2 separate regions of the Mus musculus genome follow, and region 1 is linked to region 2. Evidence: chromatin contacts called from public promoter capture Hi-C data. All regions are on one chromosome and are shown on one strand. The core of a region is the stretch at or near the end of the contact, and the rest is flanking DNA. Distances in the headings are between cores, read along the strand shown.

Region 1 (6,708 bases), core at 2,332-4,831, 1.1 Mb before region 2:
GTCCTTTGGCCACAGGCCAACAAGTGGAATAGCTGGGCCGTGTGGTAGATTTATTTTAGGGATTTTTTTGTTTTGTTTTATTTATTTTTTTTTAGAATATTCAATGCTAATTTCCAAGGTTCGTCAACATAGCATGTATGAGTCCTTCAGTCTTTATGGCCAAATGATACTCCTCTATATGGATACATTCTCTGCTATATGGATACATTCTCTACTATGTGGATACATTCTCCACTATATGGATATATTCTACTTTATTTGTCTGTTCATCCATTCTGGGGGCATCTGAACTGTTTACACACGGGACTTCTATGAGCAACTGTGAACATCCACAGACAAGTTTTTCTGTGAACCAATGTTTTCAAATTTCTTGGATACATGCCTAGGAATAAGATCACCAAGTCATGTAATAACTCTAGGCTTAGTGTATTAAGGAAGTGCCAAACAGTTCCCCAGAAAGGCTTCACCTGTTTACATTCCCACTGACAGTGAATTAAGCTTCTAATGGTCCCGTGTCCTCACCATATTTCTTACTTTGTTATTTTGATCATCATAGTGAATGTGAGTGGCATTGCTGACTATCCTCTGTGTGCTTAAGGCTATTTATGTCTCTCCCCTGGAAAGACATCTGCACAAATCCCCTCCTCCATTTTTTAATTTTGAGTGCAAATACATACGGAGGCCAGAGTAGCAGATTCTCTGGAGCTGATACTCCACAGGCAGTTGAGAGCCACTGGATTGTCCAGTGGGCTTTTACTACAAGAGTAGTGGGTCCTCCTAACCACTGAGCCATCTTTCCAGTCCCCTCCTCCCATTTTTAGTTAAGGTATTTCTCATTTTATTATTGACCTGTAAGGCAACACTGTGTATTCTGGGCACGATGCTCTTCTAAGTTATAATTTTCATAGATATTCTGCTCTGTGGCTTGTCTTTCCACTTTGTGGAAGATGACATTAAAAACATAAAAATGTAGTTTTGATGTTTACGACTATAAATTTTTTCACTGACCCATCAGTTATTTAGGAATATATCACTTAACGTCTATATTCTGTGAAAGTCTTAGCTAGGGATTTTATTGCTGCCATGAATCACCATGACCAAAAAGAAACTTGGAGAGGAAAGGGTTTATTTGGATTACACTTCCGTATCACAGCTCATCATTAAAGGAATTGAGGACAGATACTCAGATACTTAAGCAAGGCAGGAACCCGAGGCAGGAGCTGATGCAGAGGCTGTGAAGGGGATGCTGCTTACTGGCTTGCTCAATTTCCTTTCTTATAGAACCCAGGACCACCAGCCAGGGATGGCACTACCCACAATAACCTGGACCCTCCCCCACAATCAAAAATTTAAACAATGGTCTACAGGCTTACCTATAGCCCAATCTTATGGTGACACTTCTAACTGATATTCTCTCCCCTCGGATGACTTTAGTTTGTGTCAAGCTGTCATAGAACTACCTAGCACAATATTTGTCTTAATCAGTATTGTACTGTCATGATGAGGCACTGTGACCATAACTTTTACAAAGGAAAACATTTCACTGAGGCCGGCTTGGAGTTTCAGAGGTTTAGTCCATTGTCATCACGGTGGGGAACATAGTGACAGGTAAACAGTCATGGTGCTGGAGACATAGATGAGAGTTCTACAGCTAGAATCAGCAGGCAGCAGGAAGAGCCAGAGCCTCTGGGCCTGTTTTAGGCTTTTGAAACCTCAAAACCCTCCTCTAGTGACTCACTTCCTCCATCAAAGTCACACCTCTTAATCCATTCAAATAGTGCCACTTCCTGGCAATCAAGCATTCAAATCTATGAGCCATTCTCATTTAAATAACCACGAAGAACATCCCAAATTTTCTTCTGCTCTTGACTGCTCTTATTATTTATGTCACGTGATCAGAGGGTCTATTTTGTATTATTTCAATCATTTTAAATCTTTTGGGCCTTATTTTATGGCATAGCATGTGATCTATCGTGAAGAATGTCTCATATTTGAAAACTGTATAGGACCAGGGGTGTGGCTCAGCTGTTGTCCAGTGTGTCTAAGGTCCCAGATTTGTTCCCAGTGCAAAAAAGATCAGACACATCCTGAAGTTGTATCTATAAGTCTAGTCACGTCTTCTAGGTCCCAGTTTATCTTCTGCCTACTTGTTCTATCCATTAAAAGTGGAATGTAGGGTTGGGATATAGCACAGTTAGCAGAGTACCTCTCGAACATAGGCAAAGCCCTGGGTTAGCTTCCTTCATCATTACATAAAGCTAAACCTTGGTACATGCCAGTATTCCCAGTTCCAGAAACATAAAGGCAGGAGGATCAGAAATTCAAAGTTATCCTTGGCCACATAGCAAGGTTAAAGTTAGTCTGGGGTGCAAAAGACACTATCTCAAAGAGGGGAGGCAGATTTAGAAATCTCCAACTAATTTTGTTAGATTGCCTATTTGTCTCTTCAACTCTGTTGGGTTTTACTTAATATATTTAGGGGTCTCTGATTAAGTGCCTGTACTAGTAAGCAAAAACAGTAAGATGAAATTATTACCACAGCACTGGAGAAATGGCTCAATAGTTAAGACTGCTCTTCCAGAGGTCCTGAGTTCAAATCTCAGCAACCACATGGCATCTCACAACTGTCTATAATGGTATCTAATGCCCTCTTCTGTATGCAGGCATACAGACAGACAGAGCACTCATATAAGTAAATAAATAAATAAATAAATAAATAAATCTTTTTTTAAGAAGAAAGAAGTTATTACTACAGTTAAAGAACTTTATTGTTGTTGGTTTTTGGTTGGTTGGTCCCCCCCCCCTTTTTTTTTTTTTTTTTTTTGGTATTTTGTGACAAAGTCTCAGTATGTAGCTCTGGTTGGCCAGGAACTCACTATAAACCCAGGCTGTCCTTGAACTTGTAGCCAATCTCCTGCCTTTGCCCCTGCCCCTGCCCCTGCCCCTGCCCCTGCCCCTGCCCCTGCCCCTGCCCCTGCCCCTGCCCCTGCCCCTGCCCCTGCCTCTGCCTCTGCCTCCTGTGTGGAGGGATGATGGACATACATGCACCACCACTACACCTAGTTTAAGAACACTTTTAAATGATCAGAGGTAGAGGCTTAGTCTATCCAGAAAGAAAGAAAGAAAGAAAGAAAGAAAGAAAGAAAGAAAGAAAGAAAGAAAGAAAGAAAGAAAGAAAGAAAGAAAGAAAGAAAGGAAGGAAGGAAGGAAGGAAGGAAGGAAGGAAGGAAGGAAGGAAGGAAGGAAGGAAGGAAGAGAGAGAGAAAGAGATTTAAACTTAAATAAATGAAACAATAGAAACAGAAAATCAACAAAAGGGTTCTTCTTTGAAAAGATAATAAAATTAACTAAGCTATAGCTAAACTGACCAAAACTAAACAAATAGATAAAAACAAGAAAAATAGTTGGGTTACTAAAATCAGGAAGGAAGGAGGAGACATCACTACTTACCTTACAGAAATAAGAATTCCCAGGTGATATCTTTCTAGTAACTTAAGTCATTTGGATTTCTGTGAGGGAAGCATGCCTCTCTGACAAGCATCTGTTGTGATCTACACTGGTCTGTTTCTTTGTATCTCTTTAAGTTTCTCACTGGAAACTGGGCGAGTTAAATAATGTCTCTGACAGTTCTGGAGACAGGATTTGGTGTTGCTGTTTGTTTTTGTGGCTGCAGCTGCTGCTATATTTGTTGCCAGTATCTTTCCTGAACTGATTTTGAAATCTTTATACTTTAGCAGGTATGACCTCTGAAGTCTCTGGCTAGCTACACAGTCAAATAACAAAACAGAGGTTTCCCTGGAGACCTTTACCTTCCTGTTAGGTGCCCCACCTTTGCTGAGGGTGCTGTGCCTATTGCCTTCAGCAAGCAAGCCCTCTAACCTAGATTTTAGTTCCTGCTTGAGCAGACAGAGCCTCAAGGTGAACCAAGAGGTGAGAGTAAGTGTGCTGCCAGGAGACCCCTGAGTAAGGGCTGCTGAAACACCCCTCTGGACATCCCTTAGATTTACTTCATTAATTTTAGCCAATCTGTCTTTTGCTTAAATGAATAGCACCACAAGGCAACTGCAACTTTAAAATTAGCACCAACTGTCTGAGGCTGTCCCATTTATTTGCATACAGGGTCTTTAAGAAGCATGAAGCCTGCTTATCACCTGCAGCTTACTGCAGACCCATTATAGTGGGTCTCCGGTTTCAAGGCTGGAAGTGGGAAAGGGTAAAAATAAGGCTCATTAAATACCACCACGCTCATGGCTCCTATGACAGTCAGCCATTTCTCTAGGAGACAGGCAGGTGAATCACTTGGTGGATTGTTATATCTTTGGTTCATTTCTAGAGTTCTGGGAAACTTTTTTGAACATTTTAGATAAGGGCTTCTTGTCTTACTCCACCTCCGTATTCTTATCACATTTCTTTTCTAGTCCCCTGGTGCTCTGGAAGAGAAATAACCCAACATGGGAATGCAGCCACTGCGGAACTGGGGTGGCATTGCCTAAAGAAATTAAAAACTGAACTACAAGATCTAGGAGTTTAACTTCCAGGTACTACCTAAAGGAGAGGGCTCCACATAAAGACCTCCTTTCTTCTACCTTCATGGCAGCATTAGTCATGCAATGAAAACAAGTGTCCAACAACCAAACAGTGGATAACGAAACTGCAATATGAATACACAGTAAGACATTATCCACCCACATTTGACACAACAGGGAAGAAATTAGAATACATCATGCTGAGAAAAATGTGTAACTGGGCATAAATATAAAAATATTAGCTGGACATGGTGCCAAATGCCTTTAATCCCAGCACTTAGGAGGCAGAGGCAGGCAGGTTTGAAACTAGCCTGTCTACATTGTATATCTCAGGACAACCAAGGCTATGTAGAGAGACCTTGTCTCAAAAACAAACAAACAAACAAAAAGCCAAGAAGTGGTCTTAATCTCAGCACTTGGGAGGCAAAGTCAGGTGAATCTCTGAATCTACAGAGAGCAAGTTCCAGGATAGCCAGGTCTACACAGAGAAACCCTGTCTTGGAAAAAAAATAAAAAATAAAAATATTGCATGGCTTCACTTACTCCTGTGTAGAATCTTCCCCCCACCCCCACCCACAGAGATAAAGGATGAAATAGTGTTTACAGGGACTGGGGAAATGACTGGGCCATTGAGATGCCTGCTGCATAGGCATGAAAGCCTGAACCTGGGTTTTAGCACCCATGAAAAGCTGAGTGTATGCACCTGCAACTCAGCACGGAGAATAGGCAAATCCCTGGACATCAATAACCAGTCATCCTCTCAGTGAGAGACACTGTCCGAAAGATTGAGATGGAGATCAAGTAATAGAAAACAGCACCCAGCACCAACCCCTGGCTTCAACACACCCATCTGCACATGCACACACACATACATACACACACATACACACACCCTGGCTTCAACACACCCACCTACACAAATATACACACACACCCTGGCTTCAACACACCCATCTGCACATGCACACACACATACACACACACACTCTGGCTTCTACACACCCATCTGCACAAATATACACACACACCCTGGCTTCAACACACCCATCTGCACGAATACACACATACTCCCTGGCTTCAACACACCCATCTGCACATGCACACACACATACACACACACACACACACACACACACACACACCCTGGCTTCAACACACCCACCTACACAAATACACACATACACCCTGGCTTCAACACACCCATCTGCACATGCACACACACATACACACACACACTCTGGCTTCCACACACCCATCTGCACAAATACACACACCCTGGCTTCAACACACCCATCTGCACCTGAACACACACATACACACACATACACACACACACCCTGCAAGAATACACACATACTCCCTGGCTTCAACACACCCATCTGTACATGCACACACACATACACACACACACACTCCCTGGCTTCAACACACTCATCTGCACAAACACACATGCACACAATACTCATGAACACACACACACAGTCATGCACACACAAATGTGGGATCTTGTTTGTTTCTTTGTTGAAACAGGATCTTACTGTGTAGCCCTAGCTGGGCTATATTCTTGCTATATAAACAGGCCAACCTCAAACTCACAGAAATCCACCTGCCTTTGCTACCCAAGTGCACTCCCGACTCAAAACTTACAAAAAAAAAAAAAAAAAAAAAAAAAAAAAAAAAAAAAAAACAGGGTCTCTCTTTGTAGTCTTGGCTGTCCTGGACCTTACTATGTAAACCAAACCAGCCTGGAACTCACAGAGTGCTAATAGCACAGGCATGAGTCACCACATCCAGCACTCAAAACTTTTTAAAACATTGGTTACCCCAGCAGAGTAGGAGGGAAGAAATGAGGATATGTAGATCAAAGGCTACAAAGTAACAGACTAGTTCTAGTAGTTAATACTGCATTCACGGACTTTGCCAAGTGATGGATTTCAGCTGCACTTGTCACACTAAAAGGGAATCCTGTGAAGTGACAGACAGGTCAGCTTGCTTTAGTACAGTAGCCATGTTACTCTGTAGACACACTGCGTACCATATGCTGTATATCTTGATATACACACAAAAAAAAATTACATTATGAATTGGAGAGAGAGAATCAACACCCAAAGAAAAGCTCTCATCAAGGATTCAGTCAGCCTCTGTCAGACTGCAGAGCTAAGAGGCCTTAGCACATGCCAAT
Region 2 (6,355 bases), core at 1,546-4,045:
TTTGGCTTGTGTGAGAATCTCAGGAGGAATGGATGGACTGAGGGAACCTCCATGAATCAGGGAGTTGTCTCTGAGGCTTTTTTTTTAGTCCTGTGTCTCCTGCAACAGAGTCACATCTACTTTCCTATTCTCTCTGACTTTACCCGGAAATTCTATGGACTCCTTAATCGTACAGAGTTCTTGAAGCCCCAACACCAACAAGAGTGCAGACTGTGGTCAGAAAAAGTAAGAGAGATGCAGTATGTATGAGGAATGGCTTTTGACAGTAAGTGGACGAATCGTTGAAGGGACGTGGGTTCACTGCAGAAAAATATATCCACAATCTCCCTTTGTTTAGAAAGTCCCAGTGTTCACTTTGTAGGGTGCTGGCCACTCAAGGATTTTGAGGACCTCTTGGCTGCTAAGATAGTTCAGAGTCCCTTAGTCCCTATTGCTCTGATAGACAGATATTCTGGAGCAGCTGTAAGGCACAAAGCTGGTTCAGCTGCAGGGTGTAGAGGACACAGGGGTTGCTTTTCTCCTGCTGTTACCAAACTTCATGAACAAGATAACTTATTTTAAGAAGCATTTAATTGGGCAGGGGTTCTGCTGGGTTAGAGTCTACGACGCTGAGTGCAAGCATTGAGGCAGGCAGCTGCTGCAGCATGAGAGATGAAGTCTGAAGGAAGCAAGAAACAGAGCTGGCTTGAGTAGAGGGAGTCCTTAGTAATCTCAAAGCCCATCTCCTCCAACAAGGCCACACCTCCCAATCCTTCCCAAAGGTGGCTCATACCCGGGACAGGGCTTTAAACTTCTGAGGGTCAATTCTCATTCAAAGCACCACAGAGCAGGAGGAGCAGGAGAAGGAAACAAGGAAGAAGGAAACAAGGCTCGAACAGGAGAAACTACAGACTAGCAGAGAGCACCTGAGCAGGCAAGCTGCGCAAGATCAGGGTCAGGGGGGCGCCCAGGTCAGGAGCAGGCAGGATTAACGACAGAAGCTTCCTACCCACTGTGGAGGCTTGTATTACGAATGCTAATTGCATCGCTTTCGGTGCTCCTGGGAACCTGTCTCCAGTTAATTCTGATTGGTTAATAAAGATGTCAGCAGAAAACAGCTAGGGAGAAGAGAGAAGCGGGTGTTTTAGGTTTCCCGGGCTTGGGACCTAGAGGAAAGAGAGTGAGTGTTATCTGCCTTGCTTTCGGAGAGCGTGGAGAGAGAGAGAGACGTCATGCTGAAGATAGGAGAGAGGAGCAGAGCTGCCACGTAATGGGTGCAGAGGACACGTCCCAGAAGGCTGCTCAACTGGGTCTAGAGCAGCCAAGATGGAACATTAGGAAGTAGTAACTTGAAATTATCAGCGGGAAGTAGATTCTAGCAGCATGGAGGTTAGGTAGATGCCCAGTTATTGTGCTGCATACGGCATATTAAAATATAAAGTCTGTGTGTGTCTTTCATTCGGGAACATAAACCATTGAGGTGGGAAGCAACCCCACACCAGGACTTATTAAATAAAAACTATTACTACAACCCACCCTTTTTCTTCCATTAATTAATTAGTAATTAACTTTACATCTCAATTGCTGCCCCACTTCTAGTCTACCCCTCACACAGTCCCTCTCCCCATCCTCCCATCCCTTCCTCCTCTGAGAGGGTGGAGGCCCACCTTGGGTATCTCCCCACCTTGGCACATAAAGGCCCTTCAGGACTTGAGAGCAACAAGACTACTTTGATTCATGCAAACTGAGTTAGAAAGTGGTGACCATCATATGTGCAGAGGGCCTATGTCTAGCCTGCAGATGCTTTTTGGATGGTGTTTCAGTCTCTGAGAGCCCCCCAAGGGTCCAGGTTAATTGACTCTGCTGGTTGTCCTGTGGAGTTCTTAACCCCTCTGAGGCCGTTGATCCTTCTCCCAGCTCTTCCATAAGAGTCCCCAAGTTTGGGCTGGAGAGATGGCTCAGAGGTTAAGAGCACTGTCTGCTCTTCCAAAGGTCCTGAGTTCAATTTCCAGCAACCACATGGTAGCTCACAACCATCTGTAGTGAGATTTGATGCCCTCTTCTGGTATGTCTGGAGGCAGTGTACACATATACATAAAATAAATAAATCTTAGAAAAAAAAGTCCCCAAGCTTTGCATCTGTTTCAGTCAGCTTCAGCCTACTTTTTACATGGCCCAGCATCCCCTGCCCAGGGGTGACCTGGGAATGTTGCTCCCACATAGAGGATTGGACCTTCCTCTGTCTATTAGCAACCAAGAAAATGGCCCCATGGATGACATGTCTATGGGTAATCCAGTGGAAGCATTTTCTCAGGTGAGGTTCTTCCCATTTGATCATCACTTGTGTGGGTTGACAAGAACAAACAAGAGTCACAACTAACAAGAAAGGCCTGTTTAGGGTAAAGTCATTTCCTCTCCACATCAACTCTGGGGGTCACAGTGTGTCTGGGACCCCAGTTTGTGTTTCATGTTTGGGGCCGGCCCTTCCCTCTTCCTGGGCAGCTACTATATTAGGAAGGTACCAGCTCTCCATGTCCTCTCCTGTAATGTGTCCTCAGTCCAAGTGCAGGTTGGCAATAGCTTCAAACTATGCTCACAATGTCCTGGTTTGTAGTTCCAGAGTGCAAGATGCAGAGACACAAGATGAGCCTTGGACTGGACCATGGGGCCTATGTAATGAACCAAATATGTATTCCCCCCTGAGTCCAGGGTCAAAGAGCTTAAGAGAATAGATCTGTGTTATTGAACAGACAGAGGTGTTTTCTTTGGCAGCAAGACAGGGAGAGCCAAAGGGCATTGAGATATCAGAAAACCCATACTGGTCAGAGGAACATGATAGAAACCTGACATTCTCAGTGCCTATACCTTCCTGTGTAAGCAGAGGCCAGGCTCATTTTGACACAGAATATCTCTCTCTGCTTGACTTCTACAAACCATGTGGCTCTACCTGGTTGCACTGGTGGGCCTGTGGACGCTCCTGCGCTTCTTCAGGGAGAGGCAGGTGGTGAGCCATCTCCAAGACAAGTATGTCTTCATCACGGGCTGTGACTCTGGCTTTGGGAACCTTCTGGCCAGACAGCTGGACAGGAGAGGCATGAGGGTGCTAGCTGCATGTCTGACGGAGAAGGGAGCTGAGCAGCTGAGGAACAAGACATCTGACAGGCTGGAGACAGTGATCCTGGATGTCACCAAGACAGAGAGTATTGTGGCAGCCACTCAGTGGGTGAAGGAGCGTGTTGGGAACAGAGGTACCACTGAGATTCCTGTCTGTGTTGCTGGTTTGTCTCCCTGTTTGAAGGGGGCCTCCCCTTTATACTCCCTGGCCAGATCCCTAATGGGGCTTGGGGGCCCTGAAGTAACCCAGCACATCACCTGAGTACTCTCTCTCTTCCCTCTCCAGCCCCTACCTTCTGTCTCCCAACTTTCTTCAAAGTACAAAAGCAGCACGGCTTTCCAAAATCATCTCCAACCAGGACCTTTTGTTCATGTGTCTCAAATGCCATTAGAATATTAGCTTTGCCTTTCGCCTTTTATCCCCCTCCCCTTGTTTTCCTTTGTCTTTTCCTCTGCTTCCTCATCTGCAAAGGTATTGTTAATCTGTAAGATGTCTTGGACCTTCGTTCTTGTTATTAGCAGACATGAGGTGGGTGGTTCTCGAGCAGTGAGCTGACCTGCCAAGGATCAAAAGAAGCGGAAGGTATCTGTGCTGTGAGCCATTTCTTCCGGGATGGGATGCACCAACCCTGCTGACAATATGCTGTTTTTTATCCCCCACTCTCCATCCAATGCCTGTCTGAATGGTCTCAGTTTACCCGGTGGAATGTGGATTTTAGTGAAAACTAGACCTGTGATTCTTTCTTCTTTCCGCTTTTTCCAGGACTCTGGGGCCTGGTCAACAATGCTGGCATCTGTGTCTTTGCTATCAATGAGTGGCTGAAAAAAGAGGACTTTGCAAATATACTGGATGTGAACCTGTTGGGCATGATCGAGGTGACTCTGAGCATGCTGCCCTTAGTGAGGAAGGCGAGGGGCCGTGTGGTCAACATCTCCAGCTCCATGGGTCGAGTGTCTTTGTGTGGTGGTGGTTACTGCATCTCCAAGTATGGTGTAGAGGCCTTCTCAGACTCCCTCAGGTATTAGATGGTTTTGAGGTCCCGTGGGGACCCTTCAGCGAAGTGTTTTATTATAATTGCAACCTTTGAGAACCCCTCATGAACAGTCTTTTCTTTTTGGTTTGGAAGGCTCTCTTTACCTTCTCCTTTCTGGAGTAAGGTGGTCACTCACTGGAAAACCACGCTCTGTGCCTGTCAGGTAGCTGAGGCCTAAGTTCACTTAGACTTGTCCTGCTCTGGAGGCCTGCCCCTTGGAAGCACCTAAGGCATCCACTGTACTTGGCCAAGAGCCATAGTTCCTCACGGTCTTTGATGCTCAGGTTGGGGATGCCCTGGGGGTGTAAGCATCACACTCAGCCCACCGCCTGGTGTGTATCAAGCTCTTGTTTAGAGCCCACAAGTCCCACACTCTCGCATGACAAAGAGATTTTTTTTTTTACCCTAATAAACAAATAAAAAACCCAACAGCAGCAGCAACAAAAATCCCAACAACCGATTGAAAGAGGAGAGGAGAGTGTGGCCAAGACTGAGAGATTATTAGCAGTAGTGACCATGTTGTTTGTCAGATTTCTGGAGGGCTTTGCAGCAGGGCTCTGAGGTAAGGATTAAACATGAGAACAGGGCATTATGGGTAATAAAATATTAACAGCCTGGGCCCAGTGTGACTGTTTGCAGAGTGCCTTTAGTACCTTTAGTCCTAGAGCAAAGGACAGGTTAGCCCTGCCAGTCATGGGGCTTGGCAGATTGTCACAGGGTGACTTTTGGAGAGTCTGAGGGTTCTAGACAGTTTTTTTTTCTTTTTTTCTAGATAGGTTTATATACCATTTTGATGACAGCCCAATCTGTAGACTTTACCTTAGACCTTATACATTATACATCATTATACAGTATACAGTATACCTCTGTAGTATACCACTGTAGCAAACTGAGTTAGATTTCTTGCTAGCTGCAAGACAAAATGGTCTCCCCAGCACTTGGGAGGCAGAGGTAGGCAGATTTCTGAGTTCGAGGCCAGCCTGGTCTATAAAGCAAGTTCCAGGACAGCCAGGGCTATACAGAGAAACCCTGTCTCAAAAAAACAAAAAACAAAAAACAAAAAACAAAAAACAAAACAAACAAACAAAAAAACCAACCAAAAAAAAAAAAAACAAGCCCAAAATAAACAAAGTCAAAATGGTCTCTAAATGTGGGGTACCATGACTGCTTACACAGAGTAGCCCCTGAAGACATCTGGGGGAGCCAAAAAGGAACTGGCCTGAGATTTCTTTAGGCAGTAGTCAGTGAAGGTGGGGCCCAGGAGTGAGAGGGAACTGACTTAGGCAAGTCTAGTGAGCTGGCGTGTACAATATATGGACGGCCTACCTGTGCCACAGAACAAAATATCTAGATTTAGACTAGCGTGCTGCGTCTGCATGACATTGGAGTGACATTCAAAAGCACAGAGATGACACCCTTGCCACATCCCATCCCCATCAGCTGCACATCCCAGACCCCCAAAACCCTTCTGAACTTTTCTCTCCAGCGGCATCTTGTGTTGTCGATTGTATTGTTTTCCTCAAAAGACCTCTGATGTCTTTGACCTTTGACTACTGTCTTACAGGAGGGAGATCTCCTATTTTGGGGTGAAGGTGGCTATCATAGAGCCTGGCGGGTTCAGGACTAATGTCTCCAACTACGAGAGGCTATCACACAGCATAGAGAAGCTGTGGGACCAGACATCCTCGGAGGTCAAGGAGGTCTATGACAAGAATTTTCTGGACTCCTGTAAGTAACTTGTGGGACCCAAAGGAAAGCCCCATCCTACACCCTGAGCCTCCTGTGCTTTTCTGGTACAAAGTCTGCTCCCAGGCTGTTTCTCTTCATGACTCCCCTTTCCTTGGGAGCTGATGGAATTCTGGTCCCATAAAGAAGTTCTGGGGACTGGAGAGATGGCTCAGTGGTTAAGAGCACTGAATGCTCTTCCAGAGGTCCTGAGTTCAATTCCCAACAACCACATGGTGGCTCACAACCATCTGGAATGGGATCTGATGCCCTCTTCTGGTGTGTCTGAAGAAAGCTACAGTGTACTTATAAAAATCATATATATATATATATATATATATATATATATATATATATATATATATATTCTAGAACTCTGGTTTTGTTGTTGTTGTTATTGTTGTTGTTTTCTTTTTCTGTTTTTTTTTTTTTTTTTTTTTTTGAGACAAGGTTTCTCTGTCCTGGAACTAACTCTGTAGACCATGCTGGTCTCGAACTCAGAA

Evidence for each region. Capture Hi-C pulls out chosen DNA fragments and counts their contacts.
Region 1: a contact with region 2 is called in a promoter capture Hi-C map of liver, with 4 times the contacts expected there. The contact joins the promoter of 9030616G12Rik here to the promoter of Rdh7 in region 2. A contact is called at or near these places in 2 of 39 promoter capture datasets (cranial neural crest and pre-B cells) and 1 of 9 other capture datasets (liver).

The regions. Positions count from the first base shown.
Region 1 is chr10:128,968,070-128,974,777 of GRCm38.p6, reverse strand. 9030616G12Rik (RIKEN cDNA 9030616G12 gene) reads right to left here and starts at 3,581. Exons shown (of 2, transcript NR_152816.1): 1 at 3,451-3,581.
Region 2 is chr10:127,885,173-127,891,527 of GRCm38.p6, reverse strand. It overlaps Rdh7 (retinol dehydrogenase 7), which reads left to right and starts at 2,795. Exons shown (of 4, transcript NM_001150749.1): 1 at 2,795-3,227; 2 at 3,857-4,112; 3 at 5,692-5,855. The coding sequence starts at 2,915.